Linked DNA regions of Bombyx mori: region 2 is linked to region 1. Evidence: chromatin contacts called from public Hi-C data. All regions are on one chromosome and are shown on one strand. The core of a region is the stretch at or near the end of the contact, and the rest is flanking DNA. Distances in the headings are between cores, read along the strand shown.

Region 1 (6,847 bases), core at 2,371-4,870:
AAATTTCTTCGCCATCTTGTGGAGAGACTTCCGAACAAGATATAACACTTGTCGGTTCATTTCTCGTGTGTGTTAACTGCAATCTACTGGTGGTAGGACCTCTTGTGAGTCCGCGCGGGTAGGTACCACCACCCTGCCTATTTCTGCCGTGAAGCAGTAATGCGTTTCGGTTTGCATGGTGGGGCAGCCGTTGTAACTATTCTTTGAGACCTTAGAACTTATATCTCAAGGTGGGTGGCGCATTTACTTTGTAGATGTCTATGGCAGTAACCACTTAACACCAGATGGGCTGTGAGCTCGTCCACACATCCAACCATTAAAAAAAAACATATTTGTTTTAATATTTTTATTCTGTTAAAGCTCTCCTATATTATAAATATCAATACACGAAAGCATCATTGGATATATAGGTAGGATAATCGTATCCATGCAGGGCAATATATTTAGTTCGATCATCATAAAAATACAATAAATTTGGAACACAGCAACAATGTTTAAATCACAAGTCTAGATTTTCTGTAACCGACTTTAAATATACAAGTACAAAGTCAACTTCTCTTGAAGGCACAGTTCAAACACTATTAGTTCGTCTTGGTTCTTGGAAGGAACTTATTATATTAGGCCGAAGGTCCCAGATGTGCGTCTAGACTTCGATTTCGCTTACATTTCTTTAAGGTTAGTTTCCATTTGAGTTTTATTTTCCGAGGGACACCGATGCCAATTCAATGATTTTTTAGGTCGAACTCTGATTGAATTAAATAGTGTGTTTCATGAGAGTAGAAATAACTTTGACATTTTAATCGTTATTTTGTTTCTTCAAATCTAATATTTGGGTCTATAGTTTGCTTTTGGAAACACTCTTCAAAGGTACTGCATATTGTACTGACTCAGGAGATAATAATGTGTGAAAAGTTAAATAAAAACCATTTGACAATTAGGATCACTTAATGATACGTAAAATAAAATTATTGATAAATGTATTTGTTTTTAATCTAAAATTTAATTAATTTATTGTATCTTGTTGAATAAAATTTTGTTGACCACAACTTTAATGTCCCGTTAATTGAGGTAGGTATTAAAATGGTATGTAAAGAGGGATAAATACAATCTCAAAGCTTTAATATTTTAAAATACGTTCTTTTATTGCTTAGATGGGTGAACGAGCTCACAGCCCACCTGGTGTTAAGTGGTTACTGGATAACGTAAATGCGCCACCCACCTTGAGATATAAGTTCTAAGGTCTCAAGTATAGTTACAACGGCTGCCCCACCCTTTAAACCGAAACGTATTACCGCTTCACGGCAGAAATATACTGGGTGGTGGTAGTGGTAGTGGTGGTGGTACGTTACGTTTCTCCGGATCGATGCTATAAACGCCAGTCTATATCTTCGCTTGTTCGATGTGACCTAACCTCTCTGAGTTTATAGTCATAGAAAAACCTTCGGGTCCCGGGGCGTTTCAGGACACTACACAGACTATGTAGACTGCTAATTGAGATAAATGCTTGTAATACACATATATACTGGCTGTATATACCTACTTACGTACTGTTTGTCTAGATGAAATTGTACGACAAGGATTTTACGAGATGGCTATCACAGTAACATCTTTACAACGATGCGTTGGTCCGTTTATTTTACGGAATCCGATTTATTAAATTCCTTACTGTAGGTACGGTAGGAATGCTTTGTTTAATCTAAACAATATTAATACTAGATTCTTTAAATCAAGTGTTCGACATAATTATAACATCTTTTCAGTTCCATTAAAGGGCAGATCTTTAAAATAATAGGATTATATTAAATACTAAGTTTTTATTTCGGTAAATTAGTGTGAAGTTATTAATTGATGCGGGTATGGCAGGCGGTGACGTCATAGCAGTATAGGCAGCCATATTGTGTCATAAAATTCATAAATTATAACAAATTGATATGTAATTGAAATAATCTTATGTAATTGAAATAATGTTGTGATCAAGTTGTTGTGTTTGGCGGGTAAATAAAATAATGCTTTGTACATTTATGGGTAATACATAAATATGTACGTACTTTGAAGATCTTTGACGGCATATTTATTACAAACAAAAAACACGCAAATTTATAATTATACTCCTTATTTTGTGCAACATTTGTCGTTCAATGACATTTAATTTTATCATTAATTTAAAAAGTTGCTTTCAAATTCTGAGTTTAACAGACACGGCAGTTTGTTTATGGGTTATAAATAGAATAAAAATATATTACTCTTGTCACACAATCAGCGTTGAAAGATGTCGGGTTATTTTTTTTAGCAAACATTTGGCACTGGAAAGCGGCATATTTTTTTTTAAAATACAGGATAATGTTTTAAACACAGAAAACAAACAACATTCTCTAGGAATATAAAAAAAGGGCAGCTTTCTTTGATTTCGCAAATAAAAACATCTGCAACGAAATATAGACAATAGAATAGGTACCGTTGCGAAATTCCGTTCCCGAACGCAGCCATAAAATTCGCAAAAAAACCTTTTGCACTTTGAAACGGAAAAAAAGGAACTGTCAAAAATGCCGCCAACTACAACGCGGGTTTTTGAACGGTAGTTTTTTTTTTTTTTTTAAGTTTTTTGTCAGTAGCTAGGGTGTACTCCCGCTATTGACGGCAGGTATATTTGTTGAATAAAAAATTGGGTTAAGTTTTTTTTTTTAAGCAGATGAAGCACCCGAGGTGTACTGTTACGGAAATCGGCGGTTTTTTACAAAAAACTCCCTTATTAACTCGAATACTTTTTCGAAGTCTGTAATCTGTTAACATGTTTTGTAGTAAAAAGCTCGTAAGTGGTTCAGTAGGCAACATTATTTTTTTTCGAGACAAAGCTGCTTTTTCTTTTAAATATTATATTTCCTGTCAATAACGCCAATTAACATTAAAAGTTAAATTGAAAATTACGAAATTCGGAAAATGGAGAAGTTATTATATTGCTGCTAAGCCCGTACTACCGAGAGGCCACAGGTAAGAGTCTCGCACGCGGTCGAGTTTATTGTGTAACGGCTCGCGGTTGAAGGCCAGACGGTCCCACGCCCAGATGTGAACAACAGATCATTGATCGCGCATCAGCATCGCAGTTTATCTCCGATCAGTTTCATAATTTAATTAACTGTTTATTGAAGGAAACTTTAAATGAAAAAAATTGTGTACATGACCATGTTTCTAGTGCACAGAGAAACGTCAAAAGGAAAGTTTGATCTGGTCCATCCAGTTTTAGAAGCCCTAGTGAGTATTGTATAGTAAAAAAAAAAAAGAAATTAATTGTCTATTGTTTTTAAGTGACAGCTCATTTACGGCAAAAGCCTAACCCTGCTCACAGCCTATGCCAGTGTTATTGTTAAACAAAACTTCGGAAGTTGTAAAACAGTTTACTGTTTACAAATAGACGATTATTTAAGATTTTCAAACTTTATTTGTTTTTGTGTCAAAACGGATGCGTCGCCGTCATTTGAATACTAAAACTGCATTTAAAAAATCAGTCACAAGTTCGCGTTTAATTCAAAAATTTATCTCTTTCGCAACTACGTTATTGAGCGTACGTTAGACAGAGACAAGGTGACTGCAGGAAGCTGTTCAAAAAAAGAACAACCCTTCCTTACCCTTTCGGGGCATTTTGTTGTTTATATTATAGCAAAAAAGTCGTATGTGTCGTTAACGATAATCAGTAATCGACTCAATCTTTATGGCTCTAAAAGCTATTATAGCTTGTTTAGTTGACCGTTTACGTTGCATACAAATGAATAGAGTATTAATATAATTCAAAACTGTTTTTTTTAAGCTTGAACATTTTCGAACAGGTAGTAGGTCAGTGTGAAGAACACTATTCGATTATACGTAATCCAATTGGTCTTTTTTTGAATTTTTTGAAATATTCTAGAATACTTTTCTGAATACCTACCTATACAATTTTATACCCTCATTTCATACTATAATAATAATAAATAATAACTTCATACTATAATAATAATAAATAATAACTTAAACTAAATAATAATAAATTAAACTTCCCTGAACTTGAAATGTACTTTGAAGTTCGTAAACATGTACTTATTCCATATTAATATCGACCATCGGTTATAGAATTTATAGAATATTTCTTCACACTTCGAATTAGTAAAATTTTAATATATAATACATTATATATTATAATTAAATGAACAAAGAAGTCTCGGCGTTCAAGACGATAGCGTTGAATTGACATTCAAGTTCGTTGTACTTACATAATTAACATATATTATGAATACATTTAAAATTCATTTAACTAGTTTTGATATATTATTTAGATATACGATACTTCTGCCTTCATATTAATTAATTTAAAAAAACATTTTTTCTGAAGTTATTGATGTGCATGAGCAATTTTGACGGCTTACCATTAGGAAAGCTGTGTGCCCGTTTATCTTCGTAGATAATAAAAATAAATGCATTTCAGATAATGATTGCATTGTAGTCTTGTTTTATGTTTCAAGTTACAATACGGAGTGTCAAAATAAAAAAACTAAATTATTAAATAATATATATTTTTTTAAATGGCTATATGTATCTACATTAGCTTTACTTCGCGACTAAGCTAGGCTAGTACATCGGTACCGATCCAGAAAATATATATAACCGTATAAATAGATGCATTTAAAAATAAATAAGTAACATACATAGAGGTCAACGACCCGTCGCGAAACACGATATTGTTATGTGTCTTCATACATGCAGTTTTATATGTCACATTTGCAATTGCTGACTCAGATAATGACGTACACGGAACGTAAGTACTTATTGCATCGATCGTATAGCCGACAATCACGTGGAAGCGATGTGGACAAACGACTTTTTAATTTTGAGATGTAATTCTTCTTGATATTTGTAAAATATATACATCTAATTTTGATTTGTTAGGAAACAAAATGTGTGTCCTTTTTGAATTTGTTTTTATTGTCATTGTAGGCAGATGGTATACAGCCCGCCTGATGGTGAGCTGTTACCATCGCCCATGGACGCCAGTAATACCGGGGGCAGAGCTAAGCCGCTGCCTACAGTTTAAAATACCGTACTTACCATATAAAAAATGTTCATTAAATATTTCAATAGTTGACTGTGGAAGACGGTGAAGGGAGACTAATGACATTGGCACTGTATCACGTGGTCTTACTGGTGGTAGGACGTCTTGTGAGTCCGCACGGGTAGGTACCACCACCCTGCCTATTTCTGCCGTGAAGCAGTAATGCACAAACCCTCAAACGCAATCAACAAAATGTTTTTTAAATATCAAACCGATTCACGTACCTCACCTACTCTAAATACGGATAACAATAATTGCCGACATAGCTGAGTTGACAGCGGCGGCGTCATCAGTTCGCCGTAGTCAGGTTCGATGCCCGGGTCACTTCCGTCAATGGTCAGCGTGTTTCAAACACATACAATTGTAATTAAGGCGATCATCTAGAACTTTCTTTAATTATTTTAAAACTTAACTAATTTTTCGTAATCCCTTGAAGCAATCCGTCTATAACAATACGTATATTACAAGTAATATTTGCAAACGTTTTTTATTGATTTGTGTCTGCTGCAGTTTGAATCGCCGGTACGACGACCCACGCGTTGACGCTGTGGGGTGGTATGTGGGAGATGACGTCATTGAAACCCCAACTCCACTTTGTCCTACAGTCGTCTGGTCGTCGCGACAATACCTATGTATTACTTGACCAATATGTGACGGAATAATTATAGTACAGTTTTTAGTGTCTTTCAGGAATATTAGCAAATTGAATTCCGAATTCAACGAACTTGCATTAGGATTTCCTGCTCCGTTTGAATGCCATGTTTTATTAGAACATAGATTCTAAATTAGACCAAAGATACCAGAATCAAATCAAGAGTTTGGCAACACTAGGTAGGCTCGCGAACCACTGAAGGGACGAGGCGATTGATCGATCGAAACCGGTTTCCGATTATTATATAATTTAAAGTCCTTTCCAGAGTTTATTTCTTGACATCGAAGCCATAAGGTAAATTAATACTTACAAAGTTTTAGTGTATGAAAGATACGCAACAATTTTTAGCTCAAGTATTTAATAAGCACTAAATAGATATACTACATATTAAAAAAAAACGTTACGTAACTTTTTTTTATTTTTTTTATTGCTTAGATGGGTGGACGAGCTCACAGCCCACCTGATATTAAGTGGTTACTGGAGCCCATAGACATCTACAACGTAGACGCGCCACCCACCTTGAGATACAAGTTCTAAAGTCTCAGTATAGTTACAACGGCTACCCCACCCTTCAAACCGAAACGCATTACTGCTTCACGGCAGAAATAAGCAGGGCGGTGGTACCTATCCGCGCGGACTCACAAGTGGTCCTACCACCAGTAACTAAAAACATGATACGACTTTATGGTCGTGATGTCAATTTGTGCTCTTTGAAAAGTATCATATACATAGTGACGTCACGTTGTCGCCTTTACCATACAGCCATTCATAGATAGAATTATCAGCCCGCTGAGTTTCTCGCCGGATCTTCTCAGCGGGTCGCGATTCTACTCCGGTAGTAGATTCATTCGTGGAGCAGCTGCTCTTGAGTTGTTAGGTCTCCTTCGGAGGCGCTCGGGCAGCTGTTAGCAAATCCCACCCCTTCTGGCTGAGCTTTTGCTTGCCCACATGTCCTGGTGAAACTGGAAAGGCCTCCTGGCCACCAGTAATCCTTCAATCATAAGAAGATAGAATTCGAAAAAGTCCATAAACAGAGCATAAGTAAGGACTTTCCAATTGACGCCGGTGCTGTTTTATAAACGTCTCACTATGGATGTGGGGCATAGGACGCGCAG
Region 2 (6,847 bases), core at 2,551-5,050, 69 kb after region 1:
CAGTCCCCGAGTGCCACACTTTTTTTTTAATTATCATTGTAGGCAAATATACGCCTTATCTGATGGTAAGTAGTCACTGAGGCTCATTGACATCAGCCAACCAGGGCAATTAAACAATAACAGTGAAGGGGGTCAATTTTTTACCATCAGTATCTCGTTCTAAGTACGGACCCATGAACTACGAACGGAATTCCGTATAATTCGTTAGCGTAAAATTTCCTAGTTGTTTTGACACCCAGCTTGGCGAGGTGTGGTAACGGAGCGTGCAGGGTTCCATCCCAGTGTGACAAACGCAAGCACTTGTGTGCGCGTCACGCCATATTTTTGATTAATTTCAATGTCGGCCATGTTGTTTTTTTGTTTTGACATTTGAAACGAAAAATTTTACACGACGCTTTTTGCGTTTAATGCATTGTCCTATAAGAATAAAGAAAAATCTATACTAGGATTTTAAACTATAAAGTTTGTTAAGAATATCCTGTATTTTTACATGGCGTAGGAATTAGTGCAAAAATTACTGACGACATTTAATTTTTGAATTAGTAGTAGTAGTAGTCGCTATAAATCAATCGATGTTTGCAGAATTAGTAAATACAATAGCAATAAATAAAATCGATCATATTTTATAAAACAAATTTAATTCCTGACACATGGTCGTAATCATTAGCTAGCAATGTGACATCTTGACATTTGTCAGAAATGTTTGACGCCATTATGCGAAACAAAAAATATGTATTCTCAATGTTTATGAGTTATCGATTTTTGCCAATACAAGTGAACAAAAAGTTCTAAAAAAAAACTACTGCAGATTATTAAAACAGGATTCTAAATGGCTCTAAAATTAAAAACACAAATATGTACGTTTAGATGTTATATTTTATATCAAAGCTCATCCAGACAGATTGATCCTGTTGTGCAACTAGCAAGCAACAATTTAAAAGGTAGAATAGTCGTCGAATATCCAATGCGAATGTCAACGTCAACCTTGACACGCGTGGTCAACAGAGAAATGGAAGTTTCTAGAAGTAAAACCCGACCACACTCAATTACGACCGCCGTTTTATAAATTTGACTAATCTGCCAGCGACCAGTGAACTAAATTTCATGCAAACCTTCACTTATTTAATTTTATATGTGTTACATAGAAAAATACCTATCATTCTAATTTGATTGGGACTTATTTCGTAAAGTAAATACGATACACAAACAATTGCGATAATCATGCGTGATAAGCACACGGCCGCGTGATAACATTTCTAGATCTGTACACAGAACAATGGAGCCTAGATATTGTGACAGTGGAATTCTTGTTTCAATGAATACGGGCTGTGAAATCATCGCGGCGTTTCGCACTGTACAGCGTTGCGTTTGAAAAGCTAGCGCAAGCTGGGATGCTGGTTCAATATTACAATTTCTTTATTAAAATGTTGTTTTTTATAGTAAACTAGCTGACCCGGCAAACATTGTTTTGCCTTAAATAAGATTTCTAGGGAATTTCTAGTGTAGAAAAAAAAACTTACTTATTGTAAGTGTGTAAGGATGTGTGTGGTAAATGAGTGAAAGAGGTATGTAGTGCTGTGAACGATGAGGGAATATATAATAAAAATAACAAAACCTCATTCAACCACATAATACCTCATTATAACAAAAAAAAATGTCCAAATAAAAAAAAAGATGTTAGGGGTGGACAACCCTAATCACTTAGGGGTATGAAAAATAGATAGTAGCCGATTCTCAGTCTTACTGAATATGCATAAAAAATTTCATGAGAATCGGTCAAGCGGTTTCGGAGGAGTATGGGAACGAACATTGTGACACGAGAATTTTATATATTAGATTACAGTACAAGACCGCGTGGCAGATCACCGTTACGATGGACCGTCCAAATAAAGGCAGTTTTATACGGTCCCGTCAACCAGTGCAGAAGAAGCGTCGCGGTACGCGAGGAATGGCGACGTCTGGTGAAACGCACCACCACCCGATGTAATGACCACGACCACTCTGTCAAGAGTACAAGCGACTGAGGATGGTAAACTAGTGGCTACCCTAATCGCCCTGCACATGATGTAATGCGCTGTTCTCGAACACAAATACAAGCAGTTTTCTCTTTGAGACCACAGACGACCACTGCTGGACATAGCCACAAGATGGACCGACGATCTGTTGAAGGTGGCGGGTATCCGCTAGATAGCAGCAGTTCAGCTGACGATTAATAACATGATAGCACTATAGCGTACATTTCAAAATTATTGTTCTACACAAATTTTTTGGCACAACGCAATGTATCACGCTTAATAATCAGCTAACGCGCCGTTTTCCACGATGTCGGGGGTATCTGACAGATACTTTGACAATACATTGCCGGTTGACGAAAAAATAGCTACCATAACAAGTATTTAAGTTCAGTAAAAGTCCGATTTTCCTTTACCTCTTCACAATTGTTTTAACTAGAACTTCTTTACAATCGTCTTCGGTATGTGGCTCGTAAAGCAAAGACCATTTCAAATTCTTTAGGTATTCTTTATTGAACAATACCAAAGTCCAGTGCAAGTTGGTCTGAATAGGTATGAGCGGGACCGACCAGGTCAGGGTGACCGCAGACTGTGCGGTTTACGGTGACTGACATATCCACGTCACGGTTCCACCTAATTCAGCGAGCTGAAAACATATCCTCATTCCCTATTGGTGTCACCAAGCATTCCACTTTAAATTCTAAAGTCAATTTGAGAGATACAATATTTAAATATGTTTTTACATTTATTTAAATGCATCTGTCACACGGTAAATGCATCTTCAGGGTAGATATGTGCATAAGTTCGTCACCCGTCTGCTGTTATGTGATCATAAGCGACTAGCTATAACTGAGGGAGATTGATTATGTGACAAAGACACTTCTGGCTATCGAAGCAGACCTCATCCATATTATCTGGAACCGCTGCGTTCATCGACAGTGCGTTTCCAAAGATCTTTTCTGCCACATACCATCCGGCTTATGAACGAGCTCCCCTCTACGGTGTTTCCCGAGCGCTATGACATGTCCTTCTTCAAACGAAGCTTGCGGAGAGTACTTAAATGGTAGGTAGCGGCTTAGCTCTGCCCCTGGCATTGCTGACGTCCATGAGCTACGGTAACCACTTACCATCAGGTGGACCATATGCTCGTCTGTCTAGAAAGGCAATAAATAAAAAAAGGCAGTGGTGGCATTTACGTTGCGATCTCATTGTCGAATTGTCAATGTAAGTGTTAAAGTAAGTAAACATTTAAACTTAATTTTTATTTAATTTTTATTTATTTTTTATTTTTAATAATTATTATTATATTATAATACTTTGTATTAATTGTATGTATATTTACGGAGATATGTATGTGTATATGTATGTGTACATATATGTATATGTATTTCACTGGAATGGTACACAGCGCGTAGTTCGTTTCCAAATGATTGTCCACCTGATGGTTGTGTGGAAGAGATCGCTTTTAGCGATAAGACCGCCAATTGTACTTTTTGTTTTTAATGTATCGCACTGTTTATTTGTTTTTTTTGGTGTACAATAAAGAATACTCTCTCTCTCTCTCTAAGTGCTGTTTCGCTCTTTTGAAACGCGGTAAAAATAAATAGCTATAGGTAGCAACTACCCGTTTAGGTGACTGTCTATTTAATCATAATTACAGTTAAGTTAATTGAACGCTTGAAAATAAACAATTTTTCCGCCAAGAACTTGTAGAAGTAAGAGTAATATCGTTTCGTATGTACATATGTTGTTAGGTCCGCGTTATGCAGTATCGGGACACGTGCGAGTGAGCGTGATCGCCGTCTTGTCATTGACATCCATAAGGTTCTCGCGAGGGATCGAGAAAGGGCTCCCCTAGACTTAACATCTGAAGTTCTGTCTGCGAGTTCGCGTCATGAAACAGAGACGCGTTCGGGTTTGAAACATCGGCTCTGTGGTATCTATAGGCACTGGTGACCGTTTTGACCATGTTTTTCATAATCAAGGAGACTTCGTCATATCTTTAGACAGCAGAGTGAGTGTGGCTCTGAGCGACAGTGACCACACATGAGGTAAACTAGATGCTAGTAGTATCCGTTTTATTAGAACAAAGCTTATCTGCTCTTTCGAACCTTTGGATCAATTATCTCGTGGCTGACATATGCAGTGTGGTACTTTCCCAAATAGACGCATAGCAAGCCACCTACGTATGGATGTGATGGTTAACATTTTCATTAGCTGAGCGGTGTACTCGTATGCTAACTGAAGAAATAAGGAGCTTATTCACGCGACACTAGTCACTGATTAAAAATTACATTAAAATATCGATAACTATTGCGAGTCTGTTACTAAATTAATATTATTAATATACCTATACTATACATATAGTTATGAATATATGCTTGGCGTCTCTTCCCGTAACTCGGTCGTGTTTATAATAACATAATAATATGAGACGAATAATTAATTATTTAAAAAATATGGCACAAAAGCCCGAATGGGGAAAATCTTTATGAGACCAATTAAATTACTCATAGTGTAATATTGCTTTATCTGGTTCTTCTTGCAATTTCCGACATTGTTTCGGCTCTTTTTGCACGCGCGCTTATGCCTCAAAGAGTTATCGCAATATAGACTTTAGACAGGATTATCATAAAGGCAGTAATGCGTTTCGGTTTGAAGGGTGGGGCAGTCGTTATAACTATACTGAGACCTTAGAACTTATATCTCAAGGCGGGTGGCGCATTTACGTTGTAGATGTCTATGGGCTCCAGTAACCATTTAACAACCAGGTGGGCTGTGAGATCGTCCAACCATTTAAGCAATAAAAAAAACGCATGCGGAATAGGCAGGCACACGTCCGCCACGGTCTCTAATAGATTAGATTAGACCGAAATAGGCGGTATTGTGTTCTTTGCTCATGTGTACTCACAACTAACGAGTCCATTTTAATAGAGCTAAACATTCAAAAAAAGCTCTCTGCCATCTGCCAAGAGCGTGTTGTGAGCTTCTTCGGACACATGCGGTCTCACGCATAGAAGGCAAGCGCACTGTGGGCAGAATACCACCCAGAGGGTCAGATCTGGTTAAGAAAGCGGTTGGTGGTGAATTATACCATGGCGTCCATGATCGAGCACTACGGAGGAAAGTCACGTGTGGTCGCGATCCTCAGCAATAAGGGAACGATGCAGAAGAGAGGTAGGTACTCACAAAAGCATGTTTTGGACAGTAACTTGAATTTATACTGTGACGTAGACAATGACATGTCGTACGCCGAAGATCTGTTTATAGTCGCATTGCGGGTCAGGGCTAACGTATTCTCAGAATATAAACGGCGTGTTTCTATTTAAATGTTATGGTTTCGTTAAATTACAAAAGGATGTTTTTGAAAATGCTCTGTTAAGTGAGAATTCTGAGGTCGGCGAAGCTGTCATTATTTCGATTACTTTTACGAAATCATCCTGCTAATTCTCACATCCAGTGATTGGAACTGTGACTTAAAATCGAGCTATCATGATGTTAGTTTTATTACTATCGCAATGTAGATTATTTGGTATGATTTTGGTGTATTATGTTTTTTTTTTTTTAGATGGGTGGACGATCTCCCAGCCCACCTGGTGTTAAATTGGTTACTGGAGCATCTACAGCGTAAATGCGCCACCCATCTTGAGATACAAGTCCTAAGGTCTCAGTATAGTTACAGTTGTAAAGTCGAAACTTTCACTTTCGATTCGTTTGATTAACAAAGAGCTTTTGTTCGTCTGGTTAGTATACTGGTTAGTGACGGTACTGTAGAACGCGCTCCAGGTTCGATTCCCAGTCGAAACCAATTTATTTATGTTTTATATTTGGTGATTTAATGCACTTAATCTTATCTTGCCTGCGTATTTCCGATACCAACAAAGTTATTTATTTATTTTTACTTTCTCATACTGTCTTTTTTTTACTTTATTGCTTAGATGGTTTAAATAATGTCAAACAATATATTAATTATGTATTAAATTTATTATTTATTATTAATTTATTATTATTCGATTCCTTAATTGTTACTAAGATGCGCTTGATGATTTACGTTATTAATTGTAACCGATGATAATGGTTCGAATCCTAGTTAATTCCAGTCTCGAGTTAGAGTAATATTTTGCGCGCACGTATCCGCGGTCGTCACGCTGCCCTGACCTGGATTCGAACGCGCTCTGACGTCCGACATGTCGCCGCGGTGCGTCGCTACCCGCCACTACACTAATGGACAGTTTCGCGGGAAACCTTCGGGGCACAATCCACCATGATGTCATTTTAAGACGCCAACTGGTCACGGAATAACAAAGAATTTTGTTTTAGATTGACTAGATTGTCGTGACGAGCTTTCTTTATTAGACCAAAATACCAAGTGCAAAACGCAGGATGTGCTTAAAAGAACGAATGGACTCCAAAGCCAACAATTGAAGAATTAGGGGCAGATCGAAATTGAAATATATTTATTTTTCGATATATTTTTCGACACTCATACATTTCAATTAGACGGCTGTAAGCATTTGTGAATTATTCACTTACTCATTTAGAACGTACGTATTTGACTAATTAGATAAGCCGAAAACACTAAACCAAATTAATTATGTTAAAAACAAGAATTCAAACATCCTGAAACTACAATGTTTTCGGAAGAAGGCAATTATCGGTCTGACCTGAAAACCTTGACATAATACCCTACTCCGTGTCCCAGGAAACTAAACGAGGAAAAACTTATATGTATTATCCATTCATTTTATAACTTTTAATGTAACGAACAATGATGAGGAGCGTGTTTAGGACCGGGTCACCTTGACTATAATATTCACCACTGTTTCCTCCCTATC

What was found. A called contact is a pair of places that touch in the nucleus more often than the background predicts.
Region 2: a Hi-C map of middle silk gland shows a contact between it and region 1, with 1.8 times the contacts expected there. The contact joins two enhancer-like sites. A contact is called at or near these places in 3 of 7 Hi-C or Micro-C datasets (middle silk gland, midgut and whole pupa).

What each region holds. Positions count from the first base shown.
Region 1 is chr15:626,646-633,492 of ASM3026992v2, forward strand. The region is part of intron 7 of E74 (transcription factor E74); the gene reads right to left. Among protein-coding and RNA genes, the nearest start is that of LOC134200138, 19 kb to the right of the region's middle. Within about 2 kb of position 3,621, at least 3 of the 8 cell types and tissues checked have open chromatin away from gene starts, as enhancers often do.
Region 2 is chr15:695,306-702,152 of ASM3026992v2, forward strand. The region is part of intron 7 of E74 (transcription factor E74); the gene reads right to left. Among protein-coding and RNA genes, the nearest start is that of LOC101739180, 14 kb to the right of the region's middle. Within about 2 kb of position 3,801, at least 2 of the 8 cell types and tissues checked have open chromatin away from gene starts, as enhancers often do.